Linked DNA regions of Mus musculus: all the other regions are linked to region 1. Evidence: chromatin contacts called from public Hi-C and promoter capture Hi-C data. All regions are on one chromosome and are shown on one strand. Each heading gives the region's core, a stretch centred on a gene start, on an enhancer-like site or on the middle of the called end of the contact. The rest is flanking DNA. Distances are from core to core; before and after follow the strand shown. Region 1 holds the start of Aopep (aminopeptidase O). Region 2 holds the start of Ptch1 (patched 1). Region 3 holds the start of Ercc6l2 (excision repair cross-complementing rodent repair deficiency, complementation group 6 like 2).

Evidence for each region. A called contact is a pair of places that touch in the nucleus more often than the background predicts. Capture Hi-C pulls out chosen DNA fragments and counts their contacts.
Region 2: a Hi-C map of pre-B cells shows a contact between it and region 1, with 2.9 times the contacts expected there. The contact joins the promoter of Ptch1 here to the promoter of Aopep in region 1. A contact is called at or near these places in 7 of 39 promoter capture datasets (the C10 cell line, cranial neural crest, hippocampal neurons and 3 more), 3 of 484 Hi-C or Micro-C datasets (CD4 T cells, CD8 T cells and pre-B cells), 3 of 115 datasets of contacts at active chromatin or transcription factors (large pre-B cells, memory CD8 T cells and pancreatic cancer cells) and 2 of 9 other capture datasets (adipose tissue and liver).
Region 3: a promoter capture Hi-C map of adipose tissue shows a contact between it and region 1, with 3 times the contacts expected there. The contact joins the promoter of Ercc6l2 here to the promoter of Aopep in region 1. A contact is called at or near these places in 3 of 39 promoter capture datasets (liver, pre-B cells and second pharyngeal arch cranial neural crest), 2 of 484 Hi-C or Micro-C datasets (CD4 T cells and natural killer cells), 2 of 115 datasets of contacts at active chromatin or transcription factors (extraembryonic endoderm stem cells and pancreatic cancer cells) and 2 of 9 other capture datasets (adipose tissue and liver).

Annotation. Positions count from the first base shown.
Region 1 is chr13:62,963,558-62,966,304 of GRCm38.p6, forward strand. Aopep (aminopeptidase O) reads left to right here and starts at 1,336. Exons shown (of 16, transcript NM_001289926.1): 1 at 1,336-1,462.
Region 2 is chr13:63,564,284-63,567,438 of GRCm38.p6, forward strand. It overlaps Ptch1 (patched 1), which reads right to left and starts at 1,452. Exons shown (of 24, transcript NM_008957.3): 1 at 1,079-1,452. The coding sequence starts at 1,237. RefSeq lists an enhancer at 2,011-2,190.
Region 3 is chr13:63,813,982-63,816,773 of GRCm38.p6, forward strand. Ercc6l2 (excision repair cross-complementing rodent repair deficiency, complementation group 6 like 2) reads left to right here and starts at 1,259. Exons shown (of 19, transcript NM_001013608.3): 1 at 1,259-1,536. The coding sequence starts at 1,494.

The sequences.
Region 1 (2,747 bases), core at 86-2,585:
TGTGTGTGTGTGTGTGTGTGTGTGTGTGGTCCTACAGTGTTGGGTAACAGGAAGGCAAAGAAGTCAGGATTGAAAGATGGAACAAACCTGGTTCTCACTATAGAGTTCAACAAATCTATTCTAGCACTCACTTTCAGTAACTTTTTTTTTTGTCTAGACTTTTATCTAATCCTTCCCACCTGTCACATCAATTTCCAAATTACCTTTTATATGTATCCATTTTTCTCCATCACATCTCACCAGTCCCTTCTTTCTGTGTGCTTCATGCCCAGCACACACAGCAGCCTGCTCTGCGTTTCAAAACTAGTTCCTGTCACTCACTCTTCCCTGGCGACAGAATCCACGCTCCTTGCTTACAGTGGCCCAGAAATGTGCTGCAGGATGGGGCCTTTGGGCCTTGTTGGTTTCACCCTGTGTTCTTCAAGGGCGCCACAAGCTGCATGTACTAGGTGCTTCTGATCCTTCTAGCTGCTTTGCTCGCAGGTCTTTATAGCCTTCCCCTCTCTTCCCAGTTAAATGAGTCTCCTCAGAGGGTATTAGACCTCCTGTAGTGAAGTGGCTCTGACTTCCTTCCATTTTTCAGAGACTTACTTCCATATGTGTACCTCTAAGAACATCCATACGAGAATTAGCTGATGTGGTGCAGCTTAACTCAGTGGTTAAGAGCATTGGCTGCTGTTGCAGAAGACCTGGGTTTGGTGTACAGCACTCACGGGGTAGCTTACAACTATCTCTGCAGCTCCAGTTCCAAGGGGGTCCATTTGTACATTCGTGTACCTAGACATACATACAATTACACACCACCCCACATACTAAATGAATTTTTAAAAAGGGAATATTCTGTTGAACTATTCAGAACTTGCTTTCTCAACCAAAGATTGTCTCTACAAAGGCAAGCACAACTGGCCCACTTTTGTAGCCGCAGATACTGTAACTGTCTGTATGGCGCATAGTATGATCTTATTTAAGGCACTGTGCTGGGATGAATATGTAAAGTCCAATCATATGCTTCAGAAATGTGGAATGAAGAATAAACAGCGCACTCAGGAAGCAGAGGCAGGCTGATCTCTGAGTTCGAGGCCAGCCTGGTCTACATAGTAGGTTCCAGACCACTCAGAACTACACAGAGAGACCTGTCTCAAAGGCAAAAACGACACATTTGTATTTCAGTGAGGCGTGCGTGTAGTTCACGCGTCTGGAGTCTTGATACCGTGGCCACTAGCAGCCCTGCGCCTGCGCAGTAGCGGCCGAGGAACTGGCCTACAGGGGGTGGGAGGGGGAAGCGGCCGACCCTGGCGCGTGTTGATGACGCAATTAGTGTTTGCCTGGTAGCCCGTGGTAACCCGGAGTCTGCGGAAGTGTAGCTGCAGCAGCACCGCAGCTGAGACAGGTAACCTGCAGCTCCGGTGTCAAGCAGCCGCTCCGGGTTATGCGGACCCACGACCTCTGGTGGGGTGAGCAGGTAGGATCCGATCCGTCTTGCCCTGTGGTGAGCCAGTGGGATCCTGTTCGCCTCTTGTGAAGCGAGGCGGTGGGATCCTGTCTGACTTGTCTGGGGCGAGCCCTTGGGATGCTGTCACATAAATTGTAGCCGCAGTATTAGCGCTCAGCACTTGCGGCGACCGCTACCTGCAAAGGTGGTGCTCATGGTAGACGGAAACCACACCGGCCAGCGGAGCGGTGCTTAGAGCTGTTTTCAAAGGTGACAACTGGGCTCGTGTTGATGCTGAATTCAATTCTGATCCCTCGTGCTTTTGTTTTGTTTCCACGTGCAACTAGCGCATTCATTTCAGAAGGGTGTGTTGTGCTCCGTGTGATTTGAGAAGGCTGCTAGTGATTTCCTAGTTGGTAAAGATTAGGTTGTCCCGTATTGGGAGCTACAGAGAATAATATTGTTTACTGTCGACTTGTCTTTTAGACTCCAGGGATTGTGCCCTGCACTTACATTTCATTGTCTCCTTAGTTCATGCAGTATTGCAAGTTATGAACTATTATGTTTGCCTTACAGAGAAAATAACTGAGGCTCAGCTCCATCAAATTGACTGGGTGAAAAATTCCCAGTAACCAAAAGCAAAGGGCAAGTTTAAATTCAAGGTTATGCATGGCTTCAAGGTCTCTCTCTCTCCTCTCCTCTTCCTCCCCTTTAAAAATAACCACCATCAGTGGTCAAATTCCAGGCTTTTTACATTAGTCATATGTGATTCCATACGTTTATTCACCCATCTGACCATATGAATTGTGTGTGTAACACACACATGCACGTGTGCAATACGTGTACGCATGTGGAGACAAGGGATAACATCAACTGTGGTTTCATAGATGCTGGCCACCGTTTTTTGTTTATGTGTTTTTGAGACAGGTTCTCTCACTGGCCTAGAGCTTGCCAGGTAGATTGGTTTAGCCAGCAACTCTTGAAAATGCCCGCCTCTATCTCCCCAGCACTGGAATCACAGACCTGAAACTTTCCACTCAGGTTCTGGGGACCGAACTTGCGTCCTCGTGCTTACACAGCAGGTGGTTTTCAGCCTGAGATGCCGCCGAAGCAGCAGCAGCAGCTGCTTCTTCTTCTTCTTCTTCTTCTTCTTCTTCTTCTTCTTCTTCTTCTTCTTCTTCTTGATTCATTTATTTATTTTATGTATATGTGTACACCAGTGCTCTCTTCAGACACACCAGAAGAGGACACCAGATCCCATTACAGACGGTTGTGAGCCACGATGTGGTTGCTGGGAATTGAAACCAGGACCAGT
Region 2 (3,155 bases), core at 202-2,701, 600 kb after region 1:
AAGCGCACTTAGGGACAATCTACAGCAACCGTGGTCCATCTGGCCCCGGTGTGGCTGTACGCGAGGTCCACGTGGTGAGCCCCGCAGCCAGAGTTCGGTCCACACTCTTTTCCACAGCCTTAGGAGACACCGCGGGAGCTCAGTTAGGAAATGCGGCAGCCATCTACAACTTACACTATTTGTGCTCGGAAGAGGGCGGCCACAAGGATCTTTCCTCCCTCTCCCATTCCCTCCTGGTGAACTCTTTAAAATAGCCGAGTGCACAAGGAAGAGGCCCAGGCCGGCGCCGGCGGGGGTCCTGGCTGGGCGCAGGCTGCTCTCCGGGCGGCGGAGCCCGGGGTGCTGGCCAGGGCCCCTGCGGGCCCCAGGCTAGGTGCTTGCCTTCCCCGGATTCCACACATTTCAGCCAGCCTCGTAAACACAATGAACCCGGCCGTTCCGCACACCCGTACCGAAGATTTAAGGTGGCAACTTGTTTACAACTGCCCCCCTCCCCGGCAGGCTGGGAGAAGAGGCGGCCCAAGACCTGGAAGAGAGGGGACGTCCTCTCCCGAGAATAATTTTTAAGGGAGCAGAGATTTCAAGCTCAACGAAAGCAGAACCGGCTGCCAAAAAAGGAAACCACCTTTACTTTGGCTCCCTCCCCTCTGTCTCTCTCCGCCTCTCTCCACTCCGCCTCCCCCTCAAAGAGGTTAAGAAATGTGGCAACGCCGAACTTTAGGCTGCAACCGTGGGCAGGGGCGCGGGAGAAAGGCGCTGGGGCCGAAGGCAGTGCCGCATTGCGGCCGCCCTGGAGGTGGTCCACTCAGGACGGTTTCCAAAGCTCCGGAAAAGGCACACCAGGGAGGGCGTGTGCGCGCGCACACACCACACACACGCACGCACACACACAGGCACCCCTCCACCCCCTGCGGACCTCAGACAGCCCTTTCCTCCAAAGTCCGGAGGGAGGGTTTGAATTTTTCAACCTTCACTTGTCTGCTGCTTTCTCAGGAGTGTGTGTGTGTGTCTGTGTGGCAGGGATCCCAAGGAGGAAGAAGAGGGAAAAGTGAAGAGGGAGGAGGGGACAGAAGTGCACCTTGGAAATCTGCTCCAGAGCGAAGGCGGCGTCGCAGTAGCTGGGCCGGTGCAGATAGTCCCGGTCCGGCGCGGCGCGGTGCGGTCCCCCGGTCCGTCTGCGCCTCCCGCCGCCGGCCTGCCTGCCCAGGGCCCCGGCGGCGTTACCAGCCGAGGCCATGTTGCCGCCGCCGCCGCGGGCTCCGGGCGCGCCTGGGCGCTCGGCTCGCGAGGACGCTGCTGGCCGCCGGGGACTCCGGCTCCGGGTGACAGACCCGCTGCTGCCGCTCACACGGCGGGCGCTGCGGGTGCTGCGGCCGTGGCCGCTGCCGGGGACTCAGACCCTGCGCCTTCCATTGCCACATTGCGCGTGAGTCCCGAGGTCTTTGCGGCCGCCGCTGCCCACATCCAGCTCGCGGGAAGGCGAGAGCCGGCGCTTCCAGGGCGCGCCTCGCGGTCCCCAAGTCCCCCCCAGACGTCCCCGCCCCGCGCCGCGACCCCTTCACGGCAGAAGGCGCGCGCAGACCCCCGCCGCTCGCGCCGGCTCCCTCGGCGCCCGCTGCGGGCGACGCGACGGTACCCGGCGAGTCTCAACGATGCCGGGCCGGGGCTGCCGCTGCTGCTGCTGGTGCTGCTGCGGCTGCGGCTGGAGTTGGCGGTGGCGGCTTCTGAAACGGCTGGTCGCTCTCTGGCTGCTGGGTTCGCGGTGGCTGCTCGGTCCCGGACTCTGCTTTCTTGTTCTCCTCACCGACCCGCTGGACCATTCTGCCCCCGCGCCGCGCGCTTCTTTCGCTACCGGGACCTGGGGACTCCGCTCTGTGTGTGTGCAGCGGGCAGCGGCCGCAGCAGCTCCTTGACTCAATAGATGAGATGGAAGAAGAAAAAAAAGAACTCTCTCCATTTGGAGAAAGAGGAGGAGGAGGGGAGGGGGTGGAGGGGGAAAGAGCGAGCGAAAGAGAAAAAGGCTGGAACTCCCGCCCCCGGGGCTGTCAGATGGCTTGGGTTTCTGCAACGCGATTGGCTCTTGGAGGGCAGAAATTACTCAGCAAACATGACTATTATTAGCTGCTTAGCAACAGCTCACCAAAGTAGAGAGACCACCCAGGTAGGCAACCCCCGTGTGTGCATCCCAGGCTTGGGGGTGGGGGGGCGCTCGCTCAGCGCCAACCCTCTCGCATGCAATACTTCCATTAAGGAATGCTCCCCCCTCCTTTCTTTCTTATTTCTTTTCTTTTCAACAGTGTCTTCTTTTTCGAGACGCCTTTTGCGAGCGCGCGCGCACACACACACAGACACACATACACACGCACACACTCACACGTACAGGAGCATTTGCCTCGCAATAGACATGAGGGATAGGTAATATATTTTTTTAAGCGCTTAAACAATTTCTGAGATTCCTCAAAGAAAACCCTTTTAGAGGCACTTTGGCCTCAAGCTGCAGCAAATACTGGGAGGTCCGGCTTGAATTCCCAGGCCTGCACCAATAATGACAGGGTGGTGGATAGTGCGCCAGTGTGTGCCAATTTTTTTTTCTCCTCTTTTCTTTTATAACCAAAGGCAAGACTTAGACTCTCGCAGGGAACAACGCCTCGTATTAAGATAAACAAAATGGAAAGTTAAAGAGGCGAGCAAGGATGTTGGGAAAAGCCAGCCCTTTTAAAAACCCCTCTCACTCCTCTATCGCCCCCCTCCAATACACAATACAGTCCAATTTGAAAACGTCTATAAGGAGACTCCAGACAAGTCTGCTATTTTATTTGAATTTTTAATATATAAAAAGCAAATCTTTTCAGCAGGCCAGAGAAATGGAAATGAGAGATTTCCTGATATTTGGAATTCGTCTGGATCCTCATTAATTAATCACATTCTTAAAGTCAGTTTTAAACTTTAAAACAAAATAAAGCTCGATACACACCCTGTAACATTTAATAGCGTGACGTAGAAGAGAATAAAGGCTTTGATGTGGAATTCATTTTAAACAAATTGTTCATAGAGCGCTACGATTTGTCCTGATATTGTGTCCAGTGTCACCAAGACATTCAGGGGATTCACAACAACAAACAACAAGAAGAAGAAAAATGCGTAGTGGGGAGGGG
Region 3 (2,792 bases), core at 9-2,508, 850 kb after region 1:
ATTTCTTTCATTTCAATGTTTATTTTGGATTTATCAAATCACTTGTAGTTTCAGTAAGGCCTTACATCTTAAACCAACAGGCAAAGGCCAGCCTGGTCTACAGAATGAGTTCTAGGATAGCTAGGGCTACGCAGTGAGAAGGCCTGTCTCAAAATCCCTGCCTCCCCCCAAAATTTATTTAACTCTTTATTTTTTGCAGTTACTCCCCTTTATTCAGGCTGTTGTTACTAGCTAAATCAATATTCCTAAATGTTTCTCTTTATAAAGCTTTTCCTATTGCTTTGCAAACAAGTGACACTCTTAATATAGCACTCCTTTGAAAATAGTCTACTAGTCTTAGTAGTATCTGCAAAGAATGGAGATCTCTTTGTTGAATAGGCATATAGTATATACAAATAAGATCCTCCAGTAGGCAGGATAATGATCCCCAAGAGGAATTTGTGTCTCTAAATCCAGGAACCCATACATGTTATCTTACATGTCAAGGGGCCTTTTCTGATGTAGTTATGAGTGTACACCTGAAAATAAGATTATTCTGGTGAGCTCAAAACAAACAAACAAACAAACAAACAAACCCCCCCAAAACCCAAACCCATTGTGGAAGGCTCAGGAAATGCACTATCCTTGGCTTTGAAGAAAGAGGTCAAGCCAAGGAGTGGAGATTCTTCCACTTTCTAGGAAGGAATGCAATTTCTCTGACTTCTGGATTTTTAGCTCTACGAGACCCGTACACAGGCACAGTGGCCTAAAAAAAAAAAAAATCACAAGAATTCGACATGAAGAATACATTTGGCTTCACGAGCTTGTTCAGGAGATGTTGGGACAGGCAAAATCCATTCAGCTCGTGCGCAGAACGCTGTGCTGGAGGCAGCAGGCTGCGTGGTGTGTGCTTCTCTCTCAGGGCGAGGCACAGTCGCTGCTCTTCTCAGATGGCGAAGAAAACCGAACCCCAGGGGTTGCCTTGTTTGTGCACGAGTGAGTTACGATAAAGTAGGCAAACCCAAGAAAACGCCCTCTTAAGGCTCGCCTCCTGAAGCTCCTAGACGACAAGGCCACCACAGTGTCAATGGTCTGTGCAGGGCTCACACTGTCTTTTTCCGCCCTGGGAGGATGTCACACACCTCAGGTCGTGGACTCCCTCAGCGAAGAGGGTCGAGGTCGCCGACTAATGCCAAATCTCGCGATATTTGGGACGTTCGCGAACTGCGCGAGGCTGACCTCGTCTGGAAGGGAAGCCGCTTCCGCCCGCTGAAAGGCTAGTCCATCTTCTCGCGATATCTGGAGGGAGGCGAGCGATGGAGCGCAGAGGCGCTCGTTCTCGCGGGATTTACGGGCTCTGGCGAGCGTTGGCTGGTCGCTGAGGTGACGCCGCCGCGTCAGGCCCCACATAGCGCCCCCCGCTCCGGGCGGGCGATGCCCGGCAGCCGGCCCACGTGCCGTGCTCTCCTCGCCGCCGAGAGCGGCGGGGCTGCCGGGTGCCTGCCCCTAGCCCGATGGACATCTCCGCCCCGCAGTCCCGCGCAGACTCCCGCAAAGGTATGAGCTCCGAGCTCGCGCCTCTGCGCAGGCACACGTCTTCAGGGCACTTCCGGAAGCGGCTCCCGCGTGCTTCCTGTGATTGACAGCTGCGGGTTTCGAACTCTTGCCCCGCGGGAAGTCCTCGGCTTTGCGACTCAGCCGCCTGGACGAAAGAATTTAGTGCTGTCCCTCACAGTTACTCGCCGAGCAGTGGGAACAGACTCCTCATCTGTAAAACGAGGACTATTGCTTCTTGTGACTATTAGATGAGATGAGATGCAAGTGACTCCACTTTTGACCCTTGGCGTTCAGTAAATGTCATTTTTGTCTTTGTATATGCCAGTTATTAGTCAATAGCAGGGATCTGTTAGGTAGATGATCAAAGGCCTATTTATTTAGTTTAGTTCACTTACATGGCGTATTGAAGCAGAATTTTGCCTCTAGTAGATCACCAAGAGCTTTTGAAAGTGCAGTTATCTCACAAGCCATCAGGGATGCAGACTTGCCCTCTAGCTTTTATTAATAAAATTGATTGATATAACAGATTACAAACTTTGTGTATATGTGTGCATCAGGCATGTGAAAGTCAGAGGATAGCTTGGGTGAGTCAGTTCTCCTTATGAATTCAGAGGCTGGAATCCAGGTCAGCAGTATTAGCAGCAAGTTGGCTTACAGATGGAGTCAACCTTCAAGCCCTGACAGAACAGATTTACAACTGAGTGTTCTGTGCCCAGGAATCATTGGGTAAATCTTGCTCTTCCTTTGAGGAAGATATCTCATGAAAGTAAGCAGGTGCTCAATGCTAATTTCAGGGTAAGCAACAAACCTTGAACTCGTAGGACTAAAAATTGGTCATGTCATAATTAAGGGCCCACAAATAGAAATGCCTTTATGAATCTGACTGCTAAAGGCAAATGGTGGATCTTCTAAGTGACAGTGATGGGACTGCTATGTTTGTTCCTTGATGCTATTAGAAGATTTAGTCACTTTTGGTATTTTAGGGGGAAAATTGCTGATGGGAAGAACAGATCACTCAAGAGTGTCCAAGAAGGAAGTATGTTTCCTATGTTGGAAGCAAACAAAAAAGGCACTTTGGAATTGAGAGAGGCATCCCAATCATTAGGAGCAATACCCCCAGTCCTACCTTTCAGAGAAAAGTCCTCCCTTGATCAGCAGTTCCAATCTCTGTAGTAACAGAATCATTATTCCTGACTCCAACTTTATCTATTTGGTTCTAGAAATAACCCAAACTCAGGTACAAAGGTGCCCATAAA